Linked DNA regions of Mus musculus: all the other regions are linked to region 1. Evidence: chromatin contacts called from public HiChIP or PLAC-seq and promoter capture Hi-C data. All regions are on one chromosome and are shown on one strand. The core of a region is the stretch at or near the end of the contact, and the rest is flanking DNA. Distances in the headings are between cores, read along the strand shown.

Region 1 (2,859 bases), core at 230-2,729:
TACCTCAAAAAACGAAATTAAAGGGCCTGGAGAGATGGTTCAGCCGTTATGAACACTGGCTGCTCTTCCAGAGGACCTCAGTTTGCTTCCTAGCACCCACATGGCAGGCAGCCCACAACTCTAGAGACAGGCACTGTGATGCCCTCTTCTGGTTTCTGAGAACAACAGGCCCACATGTGGTGCCCAGACATACATGCAGGCAATAACACCCATACACATAAAAACAAACAACTTAAAAAAGAAATGAAGAGATGCAAAAAGAAATCAACCCAACAGTTAGCCCCATGACTTCAGAAGACTGCCTTCAATGTCTTCATTAATATGTTAAAGCACTATGTTAGGTGCATCCTGCATTACATCAGCTGTGCCACCCAACAAACCGTTCTTATAATAACTTGTCTCACTGCAGCACAAATCTCAAGTAAGTCAGTGAGATACCGGGTTATGGATAAATGCACAGTGCTTTCTGGTTTGTTTGTATGTTTGTATTTGTTTCTTCAAGTAGTTCAGGTCAGACCACCAAGTAAGATGTAAGTTACCAGTACTGGCAAATACCGGGGGATAAAATTAAGATTGTAACTCTTGGGAAGGGAAACACTTGAAGCAATCAGTATACACCAGCCTCCATCAGTGACAGTACTCTGGCTTTGCCTAGTTATGCTCAGTGTGTGGCAAGAATCCAATCTATTTAACATCTAAAAATGTGTCACCCCATTGAGAAGCAAACAGTAAGTCATAAAGTGCAAACATGAAGGTGCAAGCTTTGTCCAGATACTTACAAGCTCACTCCACGACAAAGGAAGTGGGACAACCTGAACTCCGCAAGGTAGAGAAGAGTCTAAAATGAAAACTTCAGTGGGCTTGCTTGTCTGAATCAAAGACCTAAAGTCCTATTAGTCTGACAAAGCCTGAACGGGAGCTAAGTGAGTAAGAGTTCAGGTTTTCCCTACGAATGTTGGGTATTCCCCTCCGAAGACCACTGGAAGAGGGGAGAAGTCTTAAGAGAAAGAAAGCAATGTATTGCAAAGAAAGCAATGCTGAGCATGCAAGCCTTGGCTGCTCATCTCGCAGATGAGTTAGGTCAAGACGTCCTTCTCATCTTTAACCCCGAGGGTGAAAAGAGCTGCCTCTGGAGCGTCTCCCTGCAAGCCCCCCAAGGCCATCTCGGGCCACCTTCCCTACGAGCCTGGGGACGCGGACACACCCCCATGGAAGATGTCACCTCGGCCTCCTCAGCCCCTCGCAGCCACCCTCCGCCGCCAGCCGTCCTCACCCCGAGATCCCTGCTCTCCCGCCGCGCCGACTCCCGCGTGCCTCCTCGGCCTCCCCGGACCGCGGGGACGCAGCGCCGAGAAGCATCCACACCGACCACGGGCGTCCGGGACACTGAGGCTCCGAACTCTGCTCCAGCCGGAGCTCGCGGATCCTGGCCCGGAGCCGCGCTTCCGCCTGGCGCGGGCCGCGGTCGCCAGCGGGACCGGAAGTCCCGCCTCCGGCTATGGGCCCAGGCCTCCTGCTACTCAAAGCCGCTGCAGCTGGGCTGGGGTGCAGAGGCACATGCATCTCCTGTCTCCGTCTTAGCTGTCACTTAGCCAGTCTACAAATGCTGGGCCAGGTGTCCACTAGATGACTCTGAGACCGACCTCTGAGCCCACATTCTGGTTGAAAGTTGAGCTAAACAAAAGCAGTAGCTAATCAGACACCGCGAAGGACTATGTTTTATTTAATTCATTCAGACTGTTTCTTTTCTCCATCACTCATGAAACAAGAAAATGGTAGACGGAGAACCACACCTTGACACACTGTCTAGTTATCTTTAGCTCTTGTTTTTTGTTAAAACCTACTTTCATGTCAGGACTCTAAGGATAACTAAGAGGCATTGAAGTCAAGGCTGGGGACTCTTGTATCTCCTTATCCTTCACAATGTAGCAATTTTGAATAATTCTCTTTTTCTGCTTTTTACTATTAATTTGGGTCCTTTAATTGGCTTACTGAGGATAGGTGGCTGAACCTGGTGTGTTGGAGCACAGGCTGTAACCCTACAAGAAGCACAATTTGTTGTAACACAGCAGTGCTGTGGGAATGGTATGGTGTGTAGAGTTGAGCAAGAAGACGGACTATAAATAACAATTTCAGTTGAGACTGAATTAAAGAACAAATAAGAGTTAAAGTAGGCAAGGACATGCATAGCAGTATACCAGAAAGTAAGAGCCTGTCTTGTTCAGGCAACTGCATAGAAGTACAGTCAATTAAAGTCCAAGACCTCAAAGGCAAGAAAAAAACATAGACAAGACCAGATGTTGCTGTACTTTCGTAGTGGTTTGTAGATTTGGCCCCCCCAAAGATTCGTGTTTGAATGCATGGCCCACAGGGATTGATACTATTAGAAGATATGTCATTGTTAGAAAAGGTGTGGCCTTGTTGGAGGACATGTGTCACTGTAGGGGTGGGCTTTGAGGACTCCTAGTGCTCAAGCTCTGCCCAGGATGGAAGAAAGGCAAAATGCAGAACCCTCAGCTCCTTTACCAGCACCATGTCTGCCTGGCTGCTGCCATGTTTCCTGCCATGACGATAATGGACTGAACCTCTGAAACTCTAAGCCAGCCCCAATTAAATGTTTGCCTTGGTCCTAGTGTCTATTCACAGCAATGGAACCCTAACTAAGACAACTTTATACCAAATATTTTAGCTTCAAATTTCATACAACAGAGTCAATGGAGTCACCATTAGAATAGACAAAACAGCGGATCCTGGGGTTGCCCAGAGTGACTGTCCTAGCTAACAAAGAAAAGAAAAACCTGAGACTGGGCGTTTTAGCTCAATGATCATGGTATGTACCAACTCGCATGAGGCCCTGGG
Region 2 (2,859 bases), core at 153-2,652, 940 kb before region 1:
ACCGTAATGAGGCAGAGGCAATGACTATACGGAAACCCCAGAGCCCAAAGCACCTGACAGCACAGCTGGTGATAATGACTGAGGCTCACTCAATTTAAGTTCCAGGTCAGAAGTCAGGGGTGCAGCTCAATGGTAGAGAACTTACTAGCACCAGGGATCCCCTGAACGTGAATTCCACTAGAAAAATAAAGTCCATTTGAACGGCAGCTAGTCACTCTGATTTGCGAAACAAGTAATGTCTAAGTTTAGCAACTACTGCAGAAACCAGGGCCTCGCCGCCCCCTCCCCCATTAGGCAAATATTTTTAAGAAAGAGTGTGAAAATGGTGGATATGAGGCAGTTCCTCATATTAAAAGGCCTTTCATTGATTCTCTCAATTAAATCAAAACAAACAAACTAAAACAACTTTCTATATCTAGCACCAAGAAAAGAAAAAAGGCAGACTCTTTGGCTGCAGTCTAATTATGAAGATGTTGGAATCTTCTTAAACATTACTTCATCTTTTAAAATGCCGGCTCAGGCAAAGTACTGGAAAGGAAAAATTGAACTGGTTCATATATGCAAAGCTCATACCCAACAATTTGTCCTTATTCTTAAGAGCAGCCTACGTGGGATAAGAGACCTCTCTATCTCACGTGGAAACCCCCCCTCCGCCCCCCATACTCTCCTAAATCAGGCCTAGCCTGTCCTAAGGTCCGGGAGGCTAAGCTGCGCGCCTTTCCTATGCAGCCGGTCCCGCAGATCACTGGAATAAAAACTCACAGGAGCCATCCGGTCTGGGAAGCCTAGGGTCACCCGAACCTGGTCCCCCGCTAGGCCTGCAGCTGACTGGACCACGTGATTGAGGCTCCCGGGGCCGGGGATGCCCCTGGACCACGCCCTGAGCCAAGCAGGCGTCCGGGCTCGAGCCTACCGCTCCACCAGGAGCGGGGGTCACCCTCGACTGTCGGAGCAGGAGGGGCGAGTCCGGATCGCCCTACCTGGGGACCCTCAGCTCACAGGCCGGCGGAGGCCTCCAACACATGACCATCGAAGGGCTAGCAGCGAGCGGCGGCGCGCTGATCCCTCATCCCTCGGTTCTCCCGCCCGCCCGGAGCCCGCGCCGGCGGCCAAGCAGCGGAGCGGCTGGAAGGGGCCGCGGAGGCCGCGCTCGCACGGCGCGCACGGGAGGCCGCTCAGGGCCCGCACGCGGCCACGCGCACATAACGGGGTCCAGTCTTCACCTAAGATCTCCTTGCGCCGGGCGGCGTGGGGCTGGTCCGTGTAGACCCATTCGAACTCCTCTCGGGACACGCGGCTACCCATGGCTGCGGCCTGTGGACCCGCTCTGCCTCCGGCTCGTGTCCGGACGGCGGCAGCTCGAGGCCCGGCTCTAGTCGATAAGCCGCGGGGACGCGGGCAGAGGCGGGGCCTCAGGCCACGCCCCGCAATGACCACGCCCCTCGTGGGAGGCGATGGGCGGGACCTGGGTCGGCAGCCAAGAACCTTGTAGGCTCACGAAGCCTGGGAAAAGGTGAAAAGAGAAGGAAAGATTTGCGGCTGGATAAGGCTCTCGCTTTAGCGCCTCAGTGGGTGGAGTACATGGGGTGGCTACCTCTCCTTGAGTTCGGAAGATCACTGGCTTTGATTAAGTGGCAACGAGCCCATATTTCGCTTAACTTTTAATAGCAAATTATCTGTCGAGCCCTGTTTGGTTGCCTTCTGGAACTAAAACCTCCAGAGATTTGGAGTGTGTGGCAACTAAAATCTAATTTTTAAAAAAGTTTTTTTTTTCTCTTTGCTTTTCTCTCCCCTCTCTCCCGTCTTCGCCCCTCCTCACCCCTCCCGCCCCATATGTTTGCTTTTGTTTCTTGAAGTAGGTTCTCACTACCTAGCCTAGGTTATCCTCCAGCCGGTGGGCCTGCCCTTGCCTCCCAGTGGAATTTCAGACTTGTCTGAACAATGCAGTAAAGAAAAGGGAAGGGAGAGATGGGGTGGAGTTGGTGGTTCTGATGTTTCCCTACACTAATGGTTGCTCAATCATGCATCTTCCCGTGTCACAGAAGTGATCACCCGCAACTTCCTGTGGGAGGCAGGGGAGATTTGATTTCAAAATGCCTATCATTTCTTCACTTACGAGGTTTAGGGATTAGAGGTGTGGCACAGAGTTGGAGCACGGGCCGAGCAGGTGGATGGACTAAGAGCCCTGGCTTCTCCGTGGAGCCTGGAAGTGAAAGGAACTGCTAATTAAGATTAAGATTACAGGATTAGGGATTAGCAGACCAGATGACTTTCCTAAAGAAGCCAAGTGGTCATGAGTATAAATCAGACACAGACACACACCACTGCACATGCATACCACAACGGGAGAGGTGGGGACACAGAGAGACAGACATCCAAGTCTGACAAGTCTTGGAAGTACAACTGCTCATGTATAGAAAACTACAAACTACAGAGGAATCTGCTAAACTATGGGATACCATCAGCAAGATCTCACTGTAGGAAACGATATGGGAATTTTGTGTTCTCTAATAAAGGAGAAAAAAAAAACCAACAAATTAACAGGGACTTAAAGGATAAACTAGCCAGCTGTGATGTATCAGTCTTATTTATTCTGAAGGGTTAAAATGATGTGATGTTATTTAAAGATCTATCTATCTGGGTGCAGTTGCTTTCAGAGGCCAGAAAAGGGTGTCAGATCCCTTGGAGCTGAGTTACATGCCGTTGAAAGACACCCCACCTTCCATGGGTGCTGGAAACTGAACTCTGCAAGAGCAGTAGGAACTCTTCAAATACGGAACCATCTCTCTAGCCCCTGATGTGATGCTATTTAATTAAAGTATCATCTGGGTAGGTGAAGGTATTAAGAAATTCTTGCCG
Region 3 (2,859 bases), core at 125-2,624, 880 kb before region 1:
TTGAAACACAATACTGGTCAATTTAGAGATGGAAGAATAGGGCTAAAATATGGCATAGCGATGAATAAGTAACCGCCACACACAGCACATTCAGAAAGATGTCTTTGTCCTTTTATCAACAATCCCGAGCACATTTAAGTGACTACATCAAACCAGCTCACAACCACTTCAAAATGTCCACCTCCTCCAATTTCCTAACCACCTAAGGGGAAATACCCCGGTAGGAAGTGAGATATCTTCCTGAACCAAGTAATTCATCAAATCTTCGGTCAAACCTCAGGGATGTAGTAAAATTCCAATGGCAATTTTTTTTCTTTTTAAATTTTGGCTAGGACAATGTGTTATTTTTAGGGTATAATAAGTAAACCACTCCGACTGCAGGAGGGTGGGCTTGAAGCACATTTGAAAAAAAAAAGCAAACAAGCGGGAGGGGGTAATAGCTTGACAAGGGGACAAGTTGCTTCGCTATAGTAAGGAGTGTCAGGGAGGCAAAGCCAGTCAGGTCATCATCTCCCAGGGCTCTACTTTAGTGAGCAACTAAGGCTCTGGGGTTTTAAACGCACAACACAACTGCAATCTTAGAACCGCAACTGGGGCTCAAGGGGGAGCGGGGGGGGGTGGGGGGGGGACAGCCAAACCCCCTTCATCCTTTTCAAGCAGAAAGCCTGGGTTGGAGGGACAATACACACTATTCTTGCAACACAACCCAAGCCTGGCTGGGATCCTCTGCCCACTTGGGAGTGAACTCCAGAGCCCGAGCGGGCAGTCGAGGCAGGCGCCTGCCCCTTCGGGAGTCCCTGTCGCCGGTCCAGCCGGGCGGAGGGCACCAAGCCCCGCTCCGTTACTTCTCGCAGGCGGGCGCGTCCCGGGCTAGGGGCGAGGAGACCCTCGGGGCGGGGCGAGGCGCAGAGCGGAGCCTCGCCCGCCCGGCGGTCGCGATGCCAGCGCGGCAGCAGCAAGCACCCCGCCGGCCGTCGCCAGCGCCACTTCCCGGCTGCCGGGGACGCGCGCGCTCCGTGTCCCGAGCCGGCGGGGCTCCCTCCCCAGGAACGCGCCGCCCTCGCCGGTCCTCCCCAGGCCTCGGCCCTCACCAGGCGGAGCTGGCTAATTTCGTCGTAGGACATAAAGCTGAGGATGTTCTCGATGGCTACGATGGGCAGCGCCACCAGTGTGTTGTTTTGGGGCAGGTGGTCCGGTGCCAGCGCGGGCGCGGCGGGTGCCTGGGACCCGGGCGGCGGGGCCTGCGACGGGGGCGCCGGGGGCTGTCGCTGAGCGGAGCCGGCAGCCGAACAGGAGCCGCCGTCGCCGTGGCCGCCGCCTCCTTCCTCAGCCATCCGCTCCTCAGACGCCGCCGCCATCTTGGGAGTTTGATTCCTTCCTCCAATGTAAGGGGATCGGGACACTTCCTGTGCGTCACTTCCTCCTCCTGGGGGGGGGGGAGCTTAAGGAGAGGGAGGAGCTCGTGGGATGACAGCTGGAAAGAGAGGCGAGCTTTCGGTGCGTCCATCGGAAAGGAGGGAAGATAGTGCACACTTCAAGAGAGGTGGTCGTTGTAGCTCTTTAAAATCGGAGACTGCCTTGTTAGAGTGGAAACGAGCAAGGATTCCGCAAACCCTAAGAAAGGCGGTCGTCATAGTCCCTTTCATCTGATAAAAGGAACGACAATGGAGCAGTTTTCTTTAAAAGCAACTCGCCAAAGGATGATAAAAACCATATCACCTTCATAAGTTTAGACGGAAATTTGTATTTAGATCAGCATCTCCCAAGAGTCACAGTGATAATTGCAGCATATAAAAAGGAATAAAACACCGCTAGTTTAAAACTACAAGACAACAGGTAAACCCTGAAAGCACATTAATGAAATAAAAACACAGAGTCACACACCATACGACTACTTTTATGTGAAATGCCCTATGTAGGCAGGTCCATAGAGTCAGGGGCGAGAGAGAGAGAGAGAGAGAGAGAGCACAAGCGAGCTTACAACACTTGGTGCACTTCCAGAAGACCCGAGTTTGGTTTCCAGCACTAACACTGGCCTTTGGTTTCCAGCACCAACACTGGCCTTTGGTTTCCAGCACCAACAACTGGCTGGTTTACAACTGCTTAACTGAAACAGAGTGGATTCGTGGTTGGTGGAAGTTGGGAATAAGGGAAGTGTGGAAGACAACAGACAGTTAATGGGTGCATTGTTTCTCACTGGAGGAATAGCCAGTGCTCTTAACCTCTAAGCCATCTCTCCAGTACCTGAATTGTGTGCTTAAAAAAAAAAAAAAAAAAAAGACTTTTATTCTCTGTGAATCAATTTAGGTGAGAACCAATGAAAAGATGCTAAAACCAGAAGACAAGCCTGTGGTAAGGTGTAGCACGTAGTCTCAAAATAACCCACTTCTCATGTAATGCATTAATCACAAAATAAGAAAGGTATGATACAGAAATTCAGGGAACAGGCTTATAATCACATGATTAGGAGTACCACCACAAGTTGTGGGAGGAAAGATCATCACGTGCCTCTTACTAGGACGCCCCATAGGTGACCCAGCATAATGTAGTATTATTTCATGCATAAAAATACACACTCTGCATCTGAAGTAAACAAAGTCAGGTTGGACTTGGTGGTGGTTTGGGTAAGATTGTTTCCTACAAGTTCAGATATTTGAACACTCAGTTCTGAGTTGGCCTTGCGCTTTGGGGTTTCTTTGGGAGGTGGGGCCTAGCTGAAGGAGGCGTGTCACTAGTAGACAGTGATTGCTTATAGTCCCACTCAACTTCCAGTTTGCTCTCTGGTGGTTTGTGCTGGAGGGTGAAGATGTGGTCTCTCAGCTTCCAGCTCCTCCCGCCATGCTTGCCACTTCATGCTGT
Region 4 (2,859 bases), core at 182-2,681, 720 kb before region 1:
ATAAGTTAAAATTCTTTAAATCTAAAATAATAAATTTAGCTACATTAAAGAAATTACATGGTAAAAGTCACAATAAGCAAAGAAGTAAAATAATAAGAATATAGAAAACGTGAAAAATGAATGTCGTTAAGGCCTAGACCACGGGTCACTTTTTTTTTTAAGTATATAAAGAGCAAAAGGCCAAGCTTACTAGAAAAATAAAGATACAGTTAATAGAAAAGGGAAAACTGGTGTGTGTGTGTGTGTGTGTGTGTGTGTGTGTGTGTGTGTGTGTGTGTGTTCATGCGTGTGCATACATAGTAACGGGAAGCTGTGTCTGTGCCTGGGTATGTGTGTTTTCATGTGTGTGCATTTACATGAGAGCAGAAGGCTCTGTCTTCTGTATATATTTGTGTGTGCACATGTGTGTGTATGTATGCGCTATGTGACATACACAAGAATGTATGTGTGTGTGTGCATACAAGAGAGCAGAGAGTTCATGTGTGTGCATATGCACAAGAGCAGGAGAGTGTGCCTGTGTGTGTGTTATGTGTATACACAAGAGCAGAAGGCTGTGTATGTGTGTGCAGTGCAGTCTCAGGTGCCGTCCTTTCTGCGTTTTGAGGCAGGCTTTCTCACTGGACTACTTAGGCTAGGCTGGCTGGTGAGGGAGCCACAGACCCTCTCTCCCCTCAGCCCAGGGCTACCTGCTACAGTGAACACAGACCCTCTGTACCCTCAGCCCAGGGCTACCTGCTACAGTGAAGCGCCCTTGACTGTACTTATGCTTTTCTCTCTGGGTTGGGGCTCCCTCTTCCTTCTGGACATTTCTCTTTCTCTATTAAGTTAAGGTCTGCAATTCTGTAACTCAGGCTGACCTAAAACTCACTAATAGTCTAGACTGGTCTCAAATTTACAGCAATCCTCCTGCCTCAGCCTCCCAAGTGCCGAGATTACAGTTGTCTAGCATCTGTGTGGCTCTGGAATGCATTTCCTTTATAGCTGCTTGGTTTTCTTTAAAGCTATCATGTTTGCACTGTCTGTATTTACACTGCTGGCTGTGTACCCTGGGAATGGAGAGGCACATGTATATATAAATTCTGCCTTGGCTGCTGTACAACTGTGACAGACCATCTCTAGTCTGTCTTTCTTGCCCGGAGAGCCTCATACTGGCTTCTGTCCAGCACCCGGGACAAGGGCAGGGACAAGGGTCAGAGACAGGTCACTGTAGCACTTATCGCTCATGAGAGTCCCCAAGGCTGTGCCTCCCCAGGGTGGGAGCTGGCAGCTGTTGACCATGTCCATGCTTAGCCCGGAGGTTACTGAGCCGCCTGTGACCACTGTCTACAGAATGCCAATCTGTCACCCAGGCTGCCTCACATCATCCCGGATGACACCAAAACTTCAGATTGAGCCCCAGAGGCCTCCTGTGTCCTGTCATCTACTCCCACTGGACTTTGTTTCTGTGACAAAACAGAGATAGAATATCTCCATCCAAATAGAGAGACCAGACTTGGGCTACACATATTTACTTTAGGATTATAAAACTCTGAGGTAAAATGACTGACAGTTTGAGGAAGGTGGGGGAGGCGGGGTTCTCGAGTCTAGAACCAGCACTGAAAGGACATTACTGTGGCCAGGGGAGTGGCCGAGGGTCTCACAGCCAGCCTGGCCCCCTTCATCTTTTACCTGGGGACACACTAAAAAATTCTGACTTCCTGTGGTGCAGTCCTCCAGGGTTCCCATCCAGGGTGTGTCTTGCTGCAGGCAGAGTTCATGCCTCTTGCCCGAGACCTGGCCTCCTCTGTTCTGTTTCTAGTTTTTCACTTCTCTGGCATGTTCCACACACCTGTTTGTCTTCCAGGACCAGAAGGCACCATAAGCCTCATCACCACGCCTCCAGACTCTTCAGACTCTAGGTTCTTTATCCTCTCAGCCCCCTGTAGCTTCGGCTCACTTTGTTCCTTGGCCCAGGCTCTCCCTTCCTGTGGCCTTTCCTTCCCTGGGTGTGACCCGCCCTTCTCACATTGTCCTAGGCACCACTCTGTCCCATCGGCTAAACAGGAGGCAAACAAAACAGACATGACAGTTGCCCACTGAGTCCATGACCCAGGAGCCTTGGACACTAAGGCTGGAGGGGCAGCAGTCACTTTGGGCAGGGACACTGGCCCAGCCTGGGTGGTGAGAAACTAAGCCAGAGAGACCCAGTTGGCCCACTGGAGGCCGACGGATACACACAAATGTGGTTAGAAATCTAGGTCTGGCCCTGATGCTGCTGCCGCTTAACAATGGGTGAACTTTGCCGCCTTTCTTTTCATCCCGTGCAAGCCTTAGTCACCTTTGGCAGTTTTGTTCTGGGAGGTGTGAAGCTGGCAGAGGGCTTGGGGAGGAGGGGCAGGGATTGCCACTGAGGTGGGAGTGAGAGAGGGAGGGGACAGTGCTGTGCCATAGCTCTGTCTCACGATTCTGGACAAGTCTTTGGCAGTGCTTCCAAAGTTGCAGAAAGTGCTGCTGTCCAAACAAAGGGACCGGATCATGGAAGTCAAGGTCAATATGGAGGTCAAGGTCAACACAGAGGTCAAGGTCAATATGGAGGTCAAGGTCAGCCCTGAGGTCAAAGTTAACATGGAGGTCAAGGCCAGCACTGAGGTCAAGGTCAGCAATGGCATTAAGCTCAACACAGAGGTCAAGGTCAACACTGAAGTCAGGGTCCATGTGGAGGTCAAGGTCAGCACTGAGGTCGAGGTCAATGTGGAGGTCAAGGCCGGCACTGAGGTCAAAGCCATGTTTGCATAATTGCTTAAGAGCCAAGAGGGGCTCCTACAGGGAAAGCCCCACTCCCTGTTTCACTAGACCAAATTTTCAGGGGAAATCTAGTTT
Region 5 (2,859 bases), core at 131-2,630, 560 kb before region 1:
GGGATATCGCATACTAAGAGAAAAGGAATGCATGCAGGTAGCAGACTCTTTCAGGGAGATTAGCATCCGAAGAAGACAGGAAATGCTCCTGTCAGGCCCTGAAGAGAATTCACCAAGCAACAGCATACCTGTGATTTACAGCTCAGTCTTATTGTACAAGAAGAGACTCCCATAGAACAGTGTGTAAGGCAAATTACAGTTCTCTGGAGCTTTCCTCAAATATTTCTGAGGTAGTCTCCTGGCATTCATAACTGGTGTTCAACTAACGATTGTTCCTAACACGTTGGAATTTCTGTTTTGACAAGTGGTAAGTGGTAAATATCTAGAGATTTCTACCATTAACTTAGTGTGTGAGCCAGGTATCTTTTAACCACATGAATATTTATCTATTCATTGGATTGTTCTAGTAATTTAAGATTTGGTAAATAGAACTTTTTTTTTAAAGATTTATTTATTTATTACATGTAAGTACACTGTAGCTATATTCAGACACTCCAGAAGAGGGCATCAGATCTCGTTACAGATGGTTGTGAGACACCATGTGGTTGCTGGGATTTGAACTCTGGACCTTCGGAAGAGCAGTCGGGTGCTCTTACCCACTGAGCCATCTCACCAGCCCGGTAAATAGGACTTTTGAATCCTTTTGCCTGTGGTCCTGCCTGAATATCAGGGTCTTCAATCACCTCTATTATTCTCAAAGACAAACTTGGGGGCAGAACTCGGATTCTCTCATCCCTTCGTCATCCCAGGTATTTGCTGTTGCCCTGGTTATCATAGATCTAATGCAATATAAACAGGTATTTGGGGCTTGCGTTAGTATTTTTCGGTTGTGATAAAATGTTGTGACCAAGGGGACTCACGGGAGAAAGAATTTATTTTGGATTATGGTTCCAGAGGACTAAGGACCATCATGGGGGAAGGCATGGCAGCAAACAGTAGATATGGCAGTCACAGCAGGAATCTGAGGACCTAAAGATCACTCCCAGTGATGTACTTCCGCTGGCAATGCCACCCACCCAAAGCTTCCCAAACAGGGCTAACCAAGAGTTCAAATACTGAAGCCTAGGGAATAACAGTTCTCATTCAGACCACCCCAGGCTGAAACTCATATAGAAGTTTGTGCTACTCTGAGGAAAAGGACCATGTGCAGAATTTACCACACAGTGCCTCCAAACCTAGCCTCACGTCCCAAACCCTCCTCTCTAGTAGGCATGTGGTAGTTGAAGATTAGAAAGTGGAATTTTGAGAACTGACCCTCACGGTGCATCTGTGGATTGGCGCATGACATCTGTTCTCTCTTCTCAGGAAGCGTAGAATCTGCTTCTGACCCTCTTGTTTACAGAGCTCTGACTACTATGGTTCACCCCTGGCGATAAGATATCCTGGAACTAAGTTTGGAAGCCACAGTGCAGATTAACTCCTTCTTTTCCCCTCATCGTGGTAACAGCAGGGAAGCTCTGGCTAACATGGAGTTTTCCACAGAATTCTGTTCTCTGGCCAGTGTCATCTCTGGGCAACCCAAGCTCAGGACACGAAGGCTTACAACTGCCTATGGTGAGGCAGTGGCAGGGCTCTGTGATCTTTGATACCATTACTATGAAATAAGCATGAACCTCTGGGGTAGGCAAGGGCTGTCAGACTGGACTATTATCCTCTGGCCTGTCTAAGAATCGGTCCAGCATCTGTTGCCTAAGTGAGCATGTCAACTGCAAACCTACAGGGACAGAGGCTCTGATATCCTCTCTCCAGCTTTAGCTGGGGGTTTAGAAAGGTCTCAGAATCCCAGTTGTTGGGTTCTAGAAGCTTCTAGAAGGCCTTGCACTGATAGCTATTACGGTCACGGCTGTGATTTACTGTGGAAACAGATTAAAATCAGTCCGGGAATTATAGCATGGAGCTCCGGTCTCCTCACCCAAGCTCAGGACACAGATGTTTTCTGGCATCGGTGTGGTAATACGCACAGGGCTGGCCAAAAGCATTCCTTCCATTATCTTTTCTGATTAAAATAACAAAGACTTCTGGTTTCCTGTTTGAACCGTACCCGATACAGAGCAAGGAGGTTGATCCTCTGCCATCCCACTTCCAGACAGAAGGTGTGAAATAGACCATAATCAAAGGTCATATGGCACCATGTACTAAAGGCAGTGGGGCACACCAGACAAGGTCCTGAAACATAGGTTCTGACAAACTGATTAGTCAGGTCTCTAGAGTGACAGAACTTGTAGAATGAATCGGAATCTCTTTATAGAGATTATATATATATGGGATTATATATATGGAAATATATATGAAATATCTCATATAGTCATATATATCACATATATACATGATTTATTACATACATATCATATATATATGTGTGTGTGTGTGTGAATATATATATATATATATATATATATATATATATATATATATATATGATTTATTAGAATGACTTACCGGCTGTGGTCCAGCTAACCCAACAATGGTTGCCTGTAAACATAAGGCCCAAGAATCCAGTAGCTGTTCAGTCCGCGAGGCTGGATGTCTCAGCTGGTCTTTCATATACACTAGAATCTCAGAGAAGTAGGCTCTTTGAGAGCAACTTTCTTCTCCCATGCCTTTTATAGAGGCTTCCAGCAGAAGGTATGACAGACTAAAGGTGGGTCTTCCCACCTCAAAGAGTTGGATTAGAACTAGATCTTCCCACTCCAAATTATTTAATTAAGAAAATGTTCCTCACAGGTACGCCCAGCCAATTTTGAGTTTTAGTTTATTCCAGATGTCGTCAAGCTGGCAGCCAAGAGTAATCATCATAGCCTGTGACCCTGGGGTCTTCCGGGACAAGAGGCTTCGAGGCAACTGAGTTCTATGAACTCC

The links. Promoter capture Hi-C pulls out the DNA fragments that hold promoters and counts their contacts. HiChIP or PLAC-seq counts read pairs in DNA pulled down with a chosen protein or histone mark.
Region 2: a contact with region 1 is called in a promoter capture Hi-C map of pre-B cells, with 7 times the contacts expected there. The contact joins the promoter of Degs1 here to the promoter of Disp1 in region 1. A contact is called at or near these places in 2 of 39 promoter capture datasets (liver and pre-B cells) and 1 of 115 datasets of contacts at active chromatin or transcription factors (pancreatic cancer cells).
Region 3: a promoter capture Hi-C map of pre-B cells shows a contact between it and region 1, with 8 times the contacts expected there. The contact joins the promoter of Fbxo28 here to the promoter of Disp1 in region 1. A contact is called at or near these places in 9 of 39 promoter capture datasets (the 3T3-L1 cell line, 3T3-L1-derived adipocytes, the C10 cell line and 4 more) and 2 of 115 datasets of contacts at active chromatin or transcription factors (pancreatic cancer cells and pro-B cells).
Region 4: a FOXA1 HiChIP or PLAC-seq map of pancreatic cancer cells shows a contact between it and region 1. The contact joins the enhancer-like site here to the promoter of Disp1 in region 1. A contact is called at or near these places in 1 of 39 promoter capture datasets (cranial neural crest), 5 of 484 Hi-C or Micro-C datasets (cerebellum, cortical neurons, muscle stem cells and 1 more) and 8 of 115 datasets of contacts at active chromatin or transcription factors (bone marrow-derived macrophages, cardiomyocytes, embryonic hindbrain and 5 more).
Region 5: an H3K27ac HiChIP or PLAC-seq map of extraembryonic endoderm stem cells shows a contact between it and region 1, with 4 times the contacts expected there. The contact joins the enhancer-like site here to the promoter of Disp1 in region 1. A contact is called at or near these places in 7 of 484 Hi-C or Micro-C datasets (the HL-1 cell line, cerebellar granule neurons, cerebellum and 3 more) and 4 of 115 datasets of contacts at active chromatin or transcription factors (embryonic forebrain, embryonic stem cells, extraembryonic endoderm stem cells and 1 more).

Annotation. Positions count from the first base shown.
Region 1 is chr1:183,220,050-183,222,908 of GRCm38.p6, forward strand. Disp1 (dispatched RND transporter family member 1) reads right to left here and starts at 1,480. Exons shown (of 10, transcript NM_026866.3): 1 at 1,274-1,480.
Region 2 is chr1:182,281,399-182,284,257 of GRCm38.p6, forward strand. Degs1 (delta(4)-desaturase, sphingolipid 1) reads right to left here and starts at 1,403. Exons shown (of 3, transcript NM_007853.5): 1 at 1,224-1,403. The coding sequence starts at 1,305.
Region 3 is chr1:182,340,232-182,343,090 of GRCm38.p6, forward strand. It overlaps Fbxo28 (F-box protein 28), which reads right to left and starts at 1,375. Exons shown (of 5, transcript NM_175127.2): 1 at 1,092-1,375. The coding sequence starts at 1,358.
Region 4 is chr1:182,498,455-182,501,313 of GRCm38.p6, forward strand. All of the region lies in intron 2 of Capn2 (calpain 2), which reads right to left. Among named protein-coding and RNA genes, the nearest start is that of Capn2, 18 kb to the right of the region's middle. Within about 2 kb of position 1,432, at least 32 of the 459 cell types and tissues checked have an H3K27ac peak or open chromatin away from gene starts, as enhancers often do. A contact at or near this core is called in muscle stem cells and pancreatic cancer cells, where this site is marked.
Region 5 is chr1:182,659,206-182,662,064 of GRCm38.p6, forward strand. No RefSeq gene overlaps it. Among named protein-coding and RNA genes, the nearest start is that of Ccdc185, 89 kb to the right of the region's middle. Within about 2 kb of position 1,381, at least 2 of the 459 cell types and tissues checked have an H3K27ac peak or open chromatin away from gene starts, as enhancers often do. A contact at or near this core is called in extraembryonic endoderm stem cells, where this site is marked.